Linked DNA regions of Mus musculus: regions 1 and 3 are each linked to region 2. A link is a contact called in public HiChIP or PLAC-seq data. All regions are on one chromosome and are shown on one strand. Each heading gives the region's core, a stretch centred on a gene start, on an enhancer-like site or on the middle of the called end of the contact. The rest is flanking DNA. Distances are from core to core; before and after follow the strand shown. Region 1 overlaps Dip2b (disco interacting protein 2 homolog B). Region 2 overlaps Dip2b (disco interacting protein 2 homolog B). Region 3 overlaps Dip2b (disco interacting protein 2 homolog B).

Region 1 (2,700 bases), core at 200-2,699, 100 kb after region 2:
ATGCAATGCGGAACAAGGTATACAACAGTGGCTCTGTCAGAGCATCTCACTGGATGTGTCTCTGTGTTTTCCAGGCAATCGACAGCATCCATCAAGTCGGCGTGTACTGTCTTGCCCTGGTGCCAGCTAACACGTTACCAAAAACCCCACTAGGAGGAATCCATATATCCCAGACAAAACAGCTCTTTCTGGAGGGTTCTCTACACCCGTGTAATATCCTCATGTGCCCACATACGTGTGTGACGAACTTGCCAAAGCCCCGACAAAAGCAACCAGGTAATAATGTGGCTTCTAGCTGTGCCGTCACAGTGCGGCTTCCAGAGGCCCGCCTTTCACTGTGTAGTGTGTGGGCGTGGACTCTGCAAGACTGATAACACAAGAATCATAGAAGCTGACCAGCAGCCAGCAAGCCTGCTGTGGGGTAGGGGACACACTACTTCTGAGTAGTCTGCACCATGATCATAGCTCCCCTGGGACAAAGACAAAGTCACGTGGCTCATTAGTACAGAGCTGAGCCTGCAGCTCTTGGTGCCATTGTAAGGTATTGATTTGCTGTGGGAATCCCATGCCTAGAATTAGCTTTCATTCCTTGGAGCTGTTGAAGTTTGATGTGGGCCTACAAGAGAACAGACATTTTCTAGATTATAAATAGAAGATAAACAGCATGCTTTGTGTTTGCTATTTTCAAGATATAAAGCAAAAGAATACAGACTGCCACTTGGAAAATTAAAAATACACAAATCCCCTTCTTGCCTGATGTCTAAACAGACTCACATTCCAGGGCTGGGAGAAAGCTAAGGCACGGTTCCCAGTAACCAGTTCTGATCAAATGTATGTCAGTCCAGTTTGGAAGGCAGAGACAGGTAAATCTCTGTGAGTTCAAGACCAGCTTGGTCTACATAGTAAGTTCCAGGCCAGCCGGGGCTACACAGTGAGAACCTGTCTCAATGAAAGAGGAAGGGACTTCTATGGCAAACGTGGCATACATGTTGTGTGGGGTGTGGCTAGCTGGAAGGAAGGGACTCAATGAAAGAGGAAGGGACTTAGAACTGATCTCACTAGCTTGTGCTGACATCTTTCCATTAATAGAGAAGGGAGTGAGCAGTCTGGTTAGCTTGCTGTGTGCCTGGAAACACTGGAGCTCAGATCCAGCCTCTCCAGGTACCCCAGGCCTTCAAATGCATTGAGAGAAGAAGATGAAGCAGAAAGAGTGGTTTTTGAATGCACTTTGTGTGGTGACCTTGCTGAAAGGTGACCAGCAGGCACAGGGGTGCGGGGATGCAGCCGAGGTGAGCCCACAACTCCCTCTGCAGCTTGGTGTGAAGATGCCAGTACAGTGTACTGGTTGAGTACTGCGGGTACTGCCATCCCAAAGTCCAGCCACACCACTTGGCATCAGCTACCGTATTGTAGCAACAGCGGGTTCTGCTAGTGGGAACAGAAGGTTTATGGAGGCTGGCATTCTGCTCTGTGTGCTCATTCATTGGCTCTTGGTTGTTGGGGCTCCTGTTCTAAAGAGTCTGAATCAGTCTTCCTCATTACTCAGGAAACGTAAATGGGAACTGGAGAGGTGGCTGAGTGATAAAGACTCATTTTGCTCTTCTAGAGGGTCTGAGTTCAGATCTGAGCATGCGGATCAGGTGTACCCTCAGCAGATCAGATACCCTCTTCTGGTCTCCATTGGGTTCCCACACATGCTATATTCATGTTCCCTCACAGACATAAACATAAAAATGAAGCAAACTGCAGAAGGAGGGTCTCGAGAACATCATCTGCATAGGTCTATGGCAAACGTGGCATGCATGTTGTGTGGGGGGTGGCTAGCTGGAAGAGTGTGGGTTTAGTGTGTGCAAGCCCCTGGATTCAATCCCCAGCACTGAAGAAACACAAGGACAAATGTGTCTACACCTTAAGTCTCATTGCTTATGTTAAAAATGTTAAAAGCTGGGCTGGTGAGATGGCTCAACAGGTAAAAGCACAGACTGCTCTTCTGAAGGTCATGAGTTCAAATCCCAGCAACCATATGGTGGCTCACAACCACCGGTAACAAGATCTGACGCCTTCTCCTGGTGTGTCTGAAGACAGCCACAGTATACTTACATATAATAAATAAATAAATCTTTTAAAAAATGTTAAAGCCGGGCGTGGTGGCGCACGCCTTTAATCCCAGCACTCGGGAGGCAGAGGCAGGCGAATTTCTGAGTTCGAGGCCAGCCTGATCTACAAAGTGAGTTCCAGGACAGCCAGGGCTATACAGAGAAACCCTGTCTCGAAAAATCCTAAATAAATAAATAAATAAATAAATAAATGTTAAAAGCTAAAAGTTATCAAGCCTATTTAACGTTAAAAGTCTTCCATTTATTTACTGTGAGTAAATCATATTTTAAGTAATGGTATGGCTGTTGTGTTTTTTGAGATAGGATCTGGCTGTGTCACCCTGGCAGGCGTGGTCACCCTGCCTTCAGCCTCCCCATTGCTAGATTACACAGATGCCCACCGTCTCCTGGTGAGCAAGGGTGTTTCAATGAAAAGTCACGTTAGAGTAGATGCTTTTAAAATGTTCTTACAGGTACAGTAGACTTTTAAGTTTTCCTTTAAATTTCTTTTTGTGTGTATTTTTGTCAGCATTTGTTCCTATGTATCACATAGTGCAGTGCCCAAAGTAGCCAGAAGAGGGTGTAGAATTCCCTGGAACTGGGT
Region 2 (2,700 bases), core at 200-2,699:
TTTGTAATCTGAAAGTGGATGCAGCATGCAGAATTAATTTCAGTCTGAAATGTTGGCATTCCTTTTCAGTTTCATTTTATAAACAAATATGAAGGATTCATTTTGTATCAAAATGCCTTAGAAAGGAAAATCTGACAGGGAGCTTATCTCGGAGTGATACTTGTCAAAGGCATTACTCATGGCGGTTGAGCCCTTGGGTGAGTGCACCCATGTCAGAGTCCTCTCATTCCTGCACTTGTTGGGGCCTGTGGTGGTGGCTGCGCTCACAAGTCACTATGCCTGTGCCTGGTTCTTCTGCATTGTTTCTTCTCCTGGTCATAGTGGTGGTGGTCATGGCCATGGTCATGGTAAAGGAAGCCATTCGGTGTTACAGTTTGGCTTTCTAACTGAACTGTGTGATTGGCAGTGTCCCCTGGCTCAGCTGTGCAGAATTGGAGGCGTAAGCTGTATAAACTCCAGCCTAACTCCAGCACACAACTCACACACATGAGGTAGGAACAGCTGTTTATTTTCTCATATAGCTGGCCAGATTAGCCTCTTCCCTCTCTTGGGTAGGGCCATTGAAGCTTCACAGAAATGTCAGAGGTGTTGCACCTGGCCGGCCTGGATTCATGGCAGAAGACTTTAGAAACCCAGGAGGAATGATCGAGTCTTCTTGCAAGTGCTTCCTTCTGCCTGCATGGTTTATATGAGAGCAGGCTGGCCCTGAGGTAGAAAATGGCAGCTAAAGAAGGCCAAGGAGCTAACCTTGTGTGTGGGAAGAACCACTGGTCTTTTGGGTCGTAGCAAACATTTGTTTATGGGAACGATGGAAATTGTTGGTCCTTCAGTAGCTTCCTCTGCGCTTCTCCAACATGCCATTCAGAGTGCTCCTTCTGGAATAAGGAGGCAAGGTTTACACTTCAATTTCTGCTCTCCTTTAACATCTTAAAATATACCTCTCCAACCCCCTCTCTCCTCTCCCCTCCCCTCTTGACTTCTCAAAACATTATGTAGCCCAGGATAGCCTCAAAACTACAGCCTTGCAAGTGCAGGGATTACAGGCATTCTCCATGATGCTTGGATGGTGAGAAGGGTCTTGGGATACAGTCCAGTCTGTTTGAACTTGATCCTCCTGCCTCATTTTCTCAAGTGCTGAAATTACAAGGATGTCTCAGCTGCCTGGCCTCTTCTCTTCTTTTTAAGACTTAATTAAATTCACTTGGTCTCCCTCCCCTGGTGCTCCCTCCCCTCTATCAAGGCAAGATTTCTCATTGGTGTCCTTGCTTGTCATTACACAGTTTTATTGCTACCTGTCCTGCCCTGAGAGTCCCACACCTGTCTCAGTTCTGAGCTCTTTGTTTACATCCGACACTGTATTTAGCTGTTCCACCCACACGGTCAGGAACCAGCTTCAGCTTTGTATCCACTCTCTCACAAGCAGGAGGAAGGCCTGTCGTCGTTTTACTTCGTTTTCACAATCCTTGTGTGCAACACCCACAGCCTGGCTCTTGGGCCAGAAAGCTGAGTGTCATCTCAGGTTGTTCCTCCTTCCTGTCACTTGACTCGTAGGTCAAGGATCAGTGAAGCCCAGCTACTGGATTAGGTCTAGCCACAGTGAGCCTGGATTTGTGAGCCAAGTTGACTTTTGCATTTTTATACTTTTTTAAAAAATTTTTTTAGATTTATTTTTATGTATGTGAGTATATGTTGCTGTCTTCAGACACACCAGAAGAGGGAACCAGATCCCATTACAGATGGTTGTGAGCCACCATGTGTTTGCTGGGAATTGAACTCAGGACCTCTAGAAGAGCAGTCAGTGCTCTTAACTGCAGAGCCATCTCTCCAGCCCGACTTTTACATTTTTAGTGTTAAGACAAACGAGCATGTGAGGGTGGGGGCGCAGTTAAGGACCATGTGTGGGTCAGTGATGCCCCATGTTTCCTCTTGGACTTCTATAGAAGTTGACTGCCTCTCCCTTACATCACTTGTGTTGTCCTTTCCATCCCACCCTGCCCATGCGTCCTCTTAGAACAACATGTGTTATACCTGCTTGACTCTTCCCTCCCACCGTGGCAGGTGTCCCTGCAGGCCATAAGTACCAGCACAGCACTGCGCTCCTTTGACCCTTTCTGCCCACACTGGCCTCCTTATCCATAGGAGCTTAGCTTGGCTGTCACACTTCTATTAAGCTTGCATGTCTCCTGTGACCTTAAGTTCCTTTTCCACCCTTTCTACCGTTTGGACAGTTTCGGCAGGATTGAGAGAACTCCCTCACTGTTCAGTCATGTTTTTGTACTGCATTTCTCAAGAGCAAGTCCATGTCCCCCTCTCTCAAATCTCCTTTACCTAGCATCCTGTCTAGTGTGCTGGAGGGAGGAGTCCAAGAAGTTGATGAAAGCTTGGAGCATTGTGAACAACTCAGTTTGTCTACTTCTGCTTTGAGCCTCACTGTGTAGACTCATGACTCGCTATGTAGACCACGTCATCTTGAACTTCCAGAGTCAAATGATAATCAGGACTAAGACCTACTGAATGTTGTGATAATTGTGTTTTATTCTTGTAAGTTCTGTTTCAAAAAATTTAAAGGCATACATGTGGTGCACATTTATAAATGTGGGCACTCACATAGATACATAAAAACAAAAACAAAGCCTAAAAAGGAGGAAGTAATGCAGGAGCATCCTGGCTCCTTTAGCCTCGTTTCCCAGTATTGCAAGA
Region 3 (2,700 bases), core at 135-2,634, 67 kb after region 2:
AAGCCATTAGACACCCAGAGGAGGACTGGCAGACAAAGCAGGTAATTGAACTGAAACACTATACCTAATTATATAATTGATCAAATACAAAAGCATAATGCAATTAGTTTTCCATAAATCCAATAATGAAAATACTGGTTTTACTATCTATAAAAATTGATTTATTTTGGTTTTAGACTTACACAAATTAAAATAAACAGTAAGGGCAGCTTGTAAATCCAGAGGCCTTTGTGGGATCTGAGATGTCACCCAAAACACTTTGTTCTTGTGGTGAGTCACAAATCTCTCTCTTCCCTGCCCCCACTTCTTTCAGGATAGAGCTGAAAAGGGTGTTTTCTAGAAATTATAATACTATCTTTAAATACTGCTCTCTTGTGTTTAGCTTTGACCATTCCCTGTTATGTTATATGTCTTCTCCTTTAGGGAGCCTTGCTTTACCAGTGAAATCTCTGGGGTCTCCATCTGTCTCTGTGTTTGCCTGTCTATCTGTGTTTTCTTCCCTCCCTCCCCCTCCCCCATCTCACAGCTCCTTATAATGTGCTCTGGTTATACTGACATACTTAGACCCTGGGCCAAGATCAGTCCTCTTCCCATAGAGTTCTCCACTTGGTCAATTTCTAAAAGCAATGTTGTATTCTAGTGTGGGGTTGTATGTTGTCAGTGCCACACTGTGTGGCTTTTTAATGGCACATACTATCTCATAGACAGTCATACGTCTAAGAGTCCCTAGGACCTGACTTAGTTTCCGGCACATAGTGCATTGGGAATCATCACAAGGCTTGCACTTGGGTCTCCTTTGCTGTGAGGTAATGCGCTGCTGGTGTCCTGAACAAGAAGCAAAGGTTGCGAGCGTTGGAGCTCTGGCTTTGTAGTGTAGATTTACAGATTCTGGATTACCATAATGGGGTTTCATTGTTTGTTTTGGTGTGGTTTCAATCCCACTGTGGCATGGTAGCGATTCTCCTGCTCTCTTATTTACTTCTCCAGCGCTCTGACGCACTGCATGACCTGGACCCACTCATTCACCTGAATTAGGCAAAAGTTTCTGCAAATCTGAGCATGACTTTTTTTAAATTAAAAAACGAACAGACAAACAAAATCTGGGTATGTGGACATGTGAGGCCTTGGGACTGGGGATATAGTGGTTAGCTTACACCTTAGAGAGTCCCAGCCTATGATGACTCTGGCTTCTCCCCAGCTTTGGCCTCCCTGTATATGGTTGGACTTTTTCTAGGCAAGATGTTCTCATTTAGGCCTGGTTCCTGAAGTCAGTCAGGCTGAAAGGCACCAGGGAATTGTCAGTCTTGTCTAACTGACTGCCGTGTGTGGAAATCACCCCTTCCAGCTTTGACCAGCTGCTTTTCTAGTAGAGCAGGCAGTGCCTCGGGGCTAAGACAGTTTCACATCCCACTTGAGTTCCCTATCAGCAGCTCTCACTGAAGCTTTCCACAGAAATAAATGGTGCCTGTCTTCTGCCGCCATCCTTTCCTTTTAAGCAGAGACAGATACCCACAAAACCCCACTTGGCCACCCGTCACAAGTCTCTGTTAAGTAGACAAACTAGAATTTAGACATTAAGTAATCTCAGAACAGGAAAATACTTGGGAGATGTCACCACTAATCTAACTTCAGAATGCTAGTGCTCCCTGATGTCAGCACCAGGTGTGCAGGCAATGAGCAAGAACTGAAGTCTGTGCTCGAGGCAGGATCGACCCTTCTTTTTTTCTAATTCCACACAGACACGTCTTCGGCCTCTGAGGATGAGGGCTCTCTGAGACGCCAAGCTGCGCTCTCTGCTGCCTTGCAACAAAGCTTGCAGAATGCTGAGTCCTGGATCAACCGCTCAATTCAGGGATCGTCCACTTCTTCATCTGCATCTTCCACGCTGTCCCATGGAGAGGTCAAAGGAACCAGTGGGTCTCTAGCTGATGTGTTTGCCAATACTCGAATAGGTAGGAGTTGGATCTACCCAAGAAACCCACCCAATGTTCCACTTGGCAACCAGTATCCAGGAAACAGTTTTTGATTGTGTTAAGTTTTCGAAGGCTTAGAAAGTTTGATCACAGAGAACAGTTAATGAGGTAGAGAGGGAAAGGCCACAGTGTGTTCATTGCAGGGTGATGGGTGTCATCGCCAGGATTGTACAGAACATCCCTCACCTGAAGCCATATCTATTTCTATAAGCAATACTGAAGCTGCGAAATAGAACACCAGTCTGAGTATGGGTTTATCCAAAAAAAAAAAAAAAAAAAAGTCCCTATGTCAGAGCTTCTAAGCATTTAGCAGCTCAGATTTCCCAGGGATACTGTCTGCATTTCATACAGCATGCATAGCTAACTGGTGCAGATTCCACACCAAGCCATTGTCAGCAAGACCTTTTGTCCTTAGCCTAAAGACTGGATTTATGTCGCTTGCTGCTGTGGCATTGCTGCATGAGCAGTGTGCAGATCAGTTGGCATGCTGAGCTGCTGCTGCTGCTGCTGCTGCTGCTGCTACTGTGTGGAGTGCTGTGGCTTGCCTCTGCTTTATGCACTTGTGAATTTTGGTGTTGTTTCCCAAGGTCTCTGCTTCCCTTCCTCAAGAAGTGCCCTGTCCCACCCTTGTGCTGTGTCTGTTGTCTTACCTGTTTCCTTGACAACCAGTCACATTTCGTTGTCTTAGTTGGCATCTCAGCAACCTTCCTTATCACATTTATATAAC

The links. HiChIP or PLAC-seq counts read pairs in DNA pulled down with a chosen protein or histone mark.
Region 1: a contact with region 2 is called in an H3K27ac HiChIP or PLAC-seq map of microglia, with 3 times the contacts expected there. The contact joins two enhancer-like sites. A contact is called at or near these places in 3 of 484 Hi-C or Micro-C datasets (bone marrow-derived macrophages, ganglionic eminence and morula) and 2 of 115 datasets of contacts at active chromatin or transcription factors (embryonic stem cells and microglia).
Region 3: a contact with region 2 is called in an H3K27ac HiChIP or PLAC-seq map of microglia, with 2.5 times the contacts expected there. The contact joins two enhancer-like sites. A contact is called at or near these places in 2 of 484 Hi-C or Micro-C datasets (macrophages and muscle stem cells), 4 of 115 datasets of contacts at active chromatin or transcription factors (embryonic stem cells, microglia and trophoblast stem cells) and 4 of 9 other capture datasets (adipose tissue, embryonic stem cells, liver and 1 more).

Annotation. Positions count from the first base shown.
Region 1 is chr15:100,186,067-100,188,766 of GRCm38.p6, forward strand. It overlaps Dip2b (disco interacting protein 2 homolog B), which reads left to right. Exons shown (of 38, transcript NM_001159361.2): 23 at 75-276. Among named protein-coding and RNA genes, the nearest start is that of Atf1, 40 kb to the right of the region's middle. Within about 2 kb of position 1,450, at least 24 of the 459 cell types and tissues checked have an H3K27ac peak or open chromatin away from gene starts, as enhancers often do. A contact at or near this core is called in bone marrow-derived macrophages and microglia, where this site is marked.
Region 2 is chr15:100,082,687-100,085,386 of GRCm38.p6, forward strand. All of the region lies in intron 1 of Dip2b (disco interacting protein 2 homolog B), which reads left to right. Among named protein-coding and RNA genes, the nearest start is that of Dip2b, 45 kb to the left of the region's middle. Within about 2 kb of position 1,450, at least 40 of the 459 cell types and tissues checked have an H3K27ac peak or open chromatin away from gene starts, as enhancers often do. A contact at or near this core is called in bone marrow-derived macrophages and microglia, where this site is marked.
Region 3 is chr15:100,149,412-100,152,111 of GRCm38.p6, forward strand. It overlaps Dip2b (disco interacting protein 2 homolog B), which reads left to right. Exons shown (of 38, transcript NM_001159361.2): 5 at 1,740-1,952. Among named protein-coding and RNA genes, the nearest start is that of Atf1, 77 kb to the right of the region's middle. Within about 2 kb of position 1,385, at least 27 of the 459 cell types and tissues checked have an H3K27ac peak or open chromatin away from gene starts, as enhancers often do. A contact at or near this core is called in microglia, where this site is marked.